Regions from separate parts of the Danio rerio genome. Here region 2 is linked to region 1. A link is a contact called in public HiChIP or PLAC-seq data. All regions are on one chromosome and are shown on one strand. The core of a region is the stretch at or near the end of the contact, and the rest is flanking DNA. Distances in the headings are between cores, read along the strand shown. Region 1 holds the start of tle2a (TLE family member 2, transcriptional corepressor a). Region 2 holds the start of gna11a (guanine nucleotide binding protein (G protein), alpha 11a (Gq class)).

Region 1 (2,700 bases), core at 43-2,542:
AAATTAACAGAGGAATCAAAAATGTGTTGTAATAAGTGATACATATCTCAGATTTTTGCTTTTTAAAAACAATTTCACAGTAGAAATAAAAAAGTTAAACTCGATACAAAATAAAAACGTTATGTGGGAAATGACTTAGCAAATTTCTGTTTGTGTATGTAATTTTTTCCCAATTAAATAAAGAAATTAACAATATATGGAAGACTTTGGTTGGATTTGTTTTCATAATAAAAATAATATAATTAAGATAAAATTAAATTTTTAAGTTTTGTCATGTTGATAATATTTTGGCTAGATCCTTCCAGAAATTGCTTACAATGTTGCATTCTAAAATAAATGACAAAGGCTCTCTTTATCTGCATTGCAGTAAACACAGATATCCTCCATTTCAATGTACTTTGATAATAACCTAATTACTGGGTAAATTGTGTGTAGTATTTTACAATGAATTTCCTTCCATTCCGTTACTAATGTGTTTGTTAGCATTTTGTTTTGCATATGACGTCATTGACGTTTGTGTTTGTGAAATTTTGTGGGCCTACCAACTTACAACAGGCAACTTGTAAACAAATGTGGATAACATGCATTGATATTCTCAGACGTTTAAAGATGTTTTAATGTCTAAATTGTGTTTGTAAAGGCTTAAAATATAAATGTTAAATTCTGAAGCCCAAACTGTAACATTTTCCTCAAAACAGAGCGTTTAAAAACACTCATATGAATATTTGAAATGCTTTATCTGCCATATCAAGTTTGGTGTTTAACAAGATGCAGGTAGCCATTTTGTTGTGATGTGACAAAAACATGTATGTGAAAGCTAAATAAGTCATTTTCATAATTCAAACACAGAATTTTTGAATATGTCCAATATTTCTCTTGAATATTTTGTGTATTTTAGTCATACAGCTTTACTTGATACTTTGCATATGTACTTGGCAGTTTTACCGTCGTCATATCAGAATATTAACATGAAATGTATGCAAACAATTCTTATACCATATTTTCTATCATTTCTCCTAATCACGTGTTTACTGTTGCCCCACATAGGGCAACATAAACAAATCAATCCATGCATTTTAGGGGTTCCTACTTCCACCGCAGCCTAAAATGAGTGTAACTTGAGAATTTAACCCTTTGCTTCTTGTTACCACAAGCCAAGCCCTCTCTCTCTCTCTCTCTTTTTTTTTTTTTTTTGCACGGGGGGGCATGCGTTTCTCTTGAAGAAAACAACTCGCATGTCCCATTGAAAAACAGCTGAGGATCCGAAAGGAAGGAGCGGATGAGGAGAGAGAGAGAGAGAGAAAGGGAGAGAGAGACAAGCAGACAAAAGAAGCTGCGGCTGCGTTGAGTGTCGCGTCTTGGGAGCACGATAGCTGGCCATCCACTTGGTTTCTTTATCATTTTCATTAGTAAAGCACATCAAGGGCGGGGGAGCTCTGAAGGCCGAGCGCGTGCATTCTGATATTTCGAGGTGCATCGTATTGAGGGACTCGATACCGGACTGGGCGCATCTTGTATCGCGCGATAAAGCAGAACAAAGGGAGTCTTGAGCGAGGAATGCGCGAGCCGAGCCTGGCGCCGCCGAAACAGGGCCAAATGTTCTTCTGAGACCTGGAGAAAGGCGCAAAGTCTCTCGAAACATCATTTAACACAGCATCGAAACAGACGATTCTCAAACCGCAACAAACCACGCTATTCACCATGTTTCCCCAGAATCGACCTCCGGTAAGTTGCCTCACTACTCAGTAAAATGACCGTCTGCTTGGTGCGCAATGCGCTTTAGTGCATATCATTGATAAAACAAAGTGTGTTTGTATCCTTTGTCTCATCATTTTGGCTAAACGTTCACGTGGATTGCAATTTGAGCAATTAAGATTGGATATAAGCGAGAGACCGTAAAATGTGCTTTTGAATTAGCCTGATTTCTGTCCCAAAAATTCAAGGTAAACAATGCATTAAATGAATTGAATTGTTGTGTTGGATACCACTTTTCCATTATGTTATTGTTGTACCACGTCATATTGTAGGCAGATCTTAGTACTGTTGTACTTCGTGATGAATTGTAGCTACTACAAGTTTTAGTAGAGCTTTTCATACATTTCATTTGAAATATCAGATTGTAGTACTACATGAACCTCCACAATGCTCGTATTGATTTGTTATTTTTACATATATATTTTTTTAACTTATGGCATGTAACATCTCCCAAAGAAGCTTGAAACTTCACAAGTATGAATAATCAAGATGCTTGGCTTATTAATAGGTGCATTAGATCTCTCATGTCTCAAAAGTTCTGTCAGAATATATAGTGTATGGTAAATAAGTGTTAGCCTGGTTTCTGTGTTCAATGTTTATATCATGTTTATGTGGTGTTATTTCGGCAACCATAGACTCTAGTTATCATATTGACGTTATTGACTGTTAAAAAAACATATTTGTTGACCACTATTTAATAAATTATTCATTTATCATTGAACACGCCTGACTGATTGAATCAAACTAAGTGTTAAAATCCTTCCTGAGATTTCCCTACAGTCACCGTGCACCCCTCCCCCAGCACCCCTAACCTTCCCCAAGAATGCTTTGACATTCATTTCCTAAGGGATGGAAATTAGATTCCACTGGGGTGTGCAATTTCGTGATCTGAAGGAGATGCACACTACATAGGTGAAGTATTTAGGATTTCCACCCCTCTTAGTT
Region 2 (2,700 bases), core at 179-2,678, 280 kb after region 1:
ATGGAAAAGTGTCAAGGTATCTCAGCGCAGCTTCCAATCATCGTCAATGTAGTGCAAAGTAAGGCTCAAGAATGGGTCCATCGTCCAACTTGACAAGAAATCCACCTCAGCCTTTAACAGAGCGTGGTCAGGTGACTTCACATGCGGTAGGGAAAGTAATTAATTTTTTTTTATTGATTATATGTTCTGAATGTCGATTTCGATTACTTTTCATTTAATCGCCCAGCCCTAGTCTAAAATATAATTGCAAACTCATATTCCTATAGCCACTGAATAAACTCTGGATATAAATAACAAACGTACATTTTTTTTTAAAATCATATATTCACTACTGTATATAACAATGTTTCATATTTTTCTTCATGCACGCTTAAAGTTAATACACAAATGAAAATGTACTCACTATTTACTCTTCCTCAACTGGTTCCAAATCTTTGAGTTCCTTTCCTTTGTTGAAAACAAAAGAAGATGGAAAGCTGGAAACTGATAACCATTGACATGCATAGATGGAAAAATAAAACCTATGGACATCGATGGTTATCGGTTTCTGTCATTCTGCGAAGTATCTTCTTTTGTGTTCGACAGAAGCAACTCAAACAAGTTTGGAACAAGTGAAAGGTAAGTTAATGATGACAATGTTCAGTTTTGGGAAACCGTATTGCACATCTTTGCCATTTTATATTCAGATTATCTGTATAAATTATGATGCTGCAATGCCAAAATTCCCTTTTTTAGGATTGTTCTTCATGTAATCTGAAAAATGTATGGTAGAAAATATTTACATGACCATGGGAAAGCTGGATCTAAGCCTTGAGCTATTGTTTTAAAATCACAACAAATACTGCAAAATAACAATGCAAATCACATTCACCAAATGTATTTCAATTTTGACTTAAACACTTCGTCAGCATCGCTATGCATGCATCAGATCACAAACAATAAGCTTTAAATGGAGAGTTTACTAAAATATGCACATTCGGTCATCATTTACTGTGCCTTCACATGTTCCAAACCTTTTTGAGTTTCTTCATTCTGTTGAACACAAAGGGAGATATTTTGAAAAAAGATTTAAACCTGTAACCACTGACTTCAATAGTATTTGTTTTTCCTACTGAGGATGTCGATGGTTCCATGTTTTCAGCTTTCTTCAAATGCTATTATTTACTCATAAGCACTTGAGAGAGAGTAAAAAGCAAGCAAACGTTCATTTTTGGGTGAACTATGCCTTTAAAGTCCAACCTCATGCCAAACCCTGTCGATGAGAGAGCAGCAGCTGTCAAGAGATGCGCTTACCCAGCAAGAGGAGTTTGAGCTCCCGCCTGGCATCTCGCTTGTCTCTCCGGAGCTGTTTGTCGATCTCGGCGTTGATTCTTTTGGACTCCTTCGCCTCTTCACTCATGCAACAGGCCATCATGGACTCCAGAGTCATCACCACAGCGTTTGGAGATCCCAACCCCCGATCTGACACACTTCTGCGGCCCGCTTCCCTTTAGCAACCGCGTCGAAAGAGGAACGGGATGGATTTTGGGGGGCGAATGGCGTTTAAAACAGAATCGATGAAACGAAATAGACCGAACGGATCTATCAAACAAGGCCAAAGACTGGATGAGATCGGAGGCCAGATGTGAATCTTAAGATCTCCACTATCAGACCCACTCGAGCCCCGTTTTTGATAAAAAAAAATCTGATGACTACCAACCAGAGTCCCGAAGGGACAAACCAGCCTGCCACGACATCCGTGCTGTCCTTTGCTGTCTCGCTAAGCTAACCGCCCCAGTGCCCAGACTCACCGCAACACTGTCCATCAGCCGCCGGGATCTCTAGCTAACACACGGCGACAGGTGGCAGAAGACAGCCATATGCGCTTTTACAGACGCTCTGTGTGCACAAAACACTGCCTACAGTGCGAACACTTGATTTCGAGCATCCAAAAGCTCAAAAGTTAATTAGCTAAGCGCACTAACTAGCTTAATTGGGGTGGGCTAACCTGCTAGCTAGCCGGAATCTCTATTTACAGTCCACGCGCTGGTTTCACGGCTCATTTCTTTGCATCCGCGGAATATTTGAAGGATGGAAAACTGGAAATGGTGACACAGGTGCGGGCTTCACCCTCTAACCAAAAATCGACGGAGTGAAAAAAAATTCCAGATGATCGCACCGTCCAGTCCGGTGTGAGTCGCACACAAACCTGGAGCTGCGACAGCTGGAAAATCGAGCGTGAGTGACAGGGAGAGTGGCCAATGCGAGGGAGAAGCGCATAAGGGGGCGGGGCGTGGAAGGAGGCAAGGTTGGTGGAAGAACTGCTGTGGAGCGCGCGGGGCGTGTCCCGCCACAAACCCTGCTATTCGACTGACTGGACAACGCCCATTCCTGTTTAAACATATCTAGCTAATTTATTCATACAATTTCTGTCATAATTTGAGGTAATAATACATATTAAGAGCGCATAAAAGCAAATGTTTATTATTTAGACCTTTCACATACTATTAAAGCGACGCTTCCGTTGCGTACAAAGTTAAAGGGACTTGTTATTGTCAGTGATAAACTTCAAGATTAGCAGGTGATTTCTTGCTCTTTATCGACACCATGTGGGAAAAGTTTGGAGGAAAATACTGGTAAATTCTTAATATTATCTTATTTTCTAAACAGGTAACTGTCTGTAAAAAATAACCATTACCAAAATTACGTGATTTCAGTGAA

What was found. HiChIP or PLAC-seq counts read pairs in DNA pulled down with a chosen protein or histone mark.
Region 2: an H3K4me3 HiChIP or PLAC-seq map of embryo shows a contact between it and region 1, with 2.6 times the contacts expected there. The contact joins the promoter of gna11a here to the promoter of tle2a in region 1. A contact is called at or near these places in 1 of 18 Hi-C or Micro-C datasets (an unstated tissue) and 1 of 4 datasets of contacts at active chromatin or transcription factors (embryo).

The regions. Positions count from the first base shown.
Region 1 is chr22:21,468,721-21,471,420 of GRCz12tu, forward strand. It overlaps tle2a (TLE family member 2, transcriptional corepressor a), which reads left to right and starts at 1,293. Exons shown (of 20, transcript NM_001130604.2): 1 at 1,293-1,725. The coding sequence starts at 1,702.
Region 2 is chr22:21,749,122-21,751,821 of GRCz12tu, forward strand. It overlaps gna11a (guanine nucleotide binding protein (G protein), alpha 11a (Gq class)), which reads right to left and starts at 1,429. Exons shown (of 8, transcript NM_001045036.2): 1 at 1,294-1,429. The coding sequence starts at 1,429.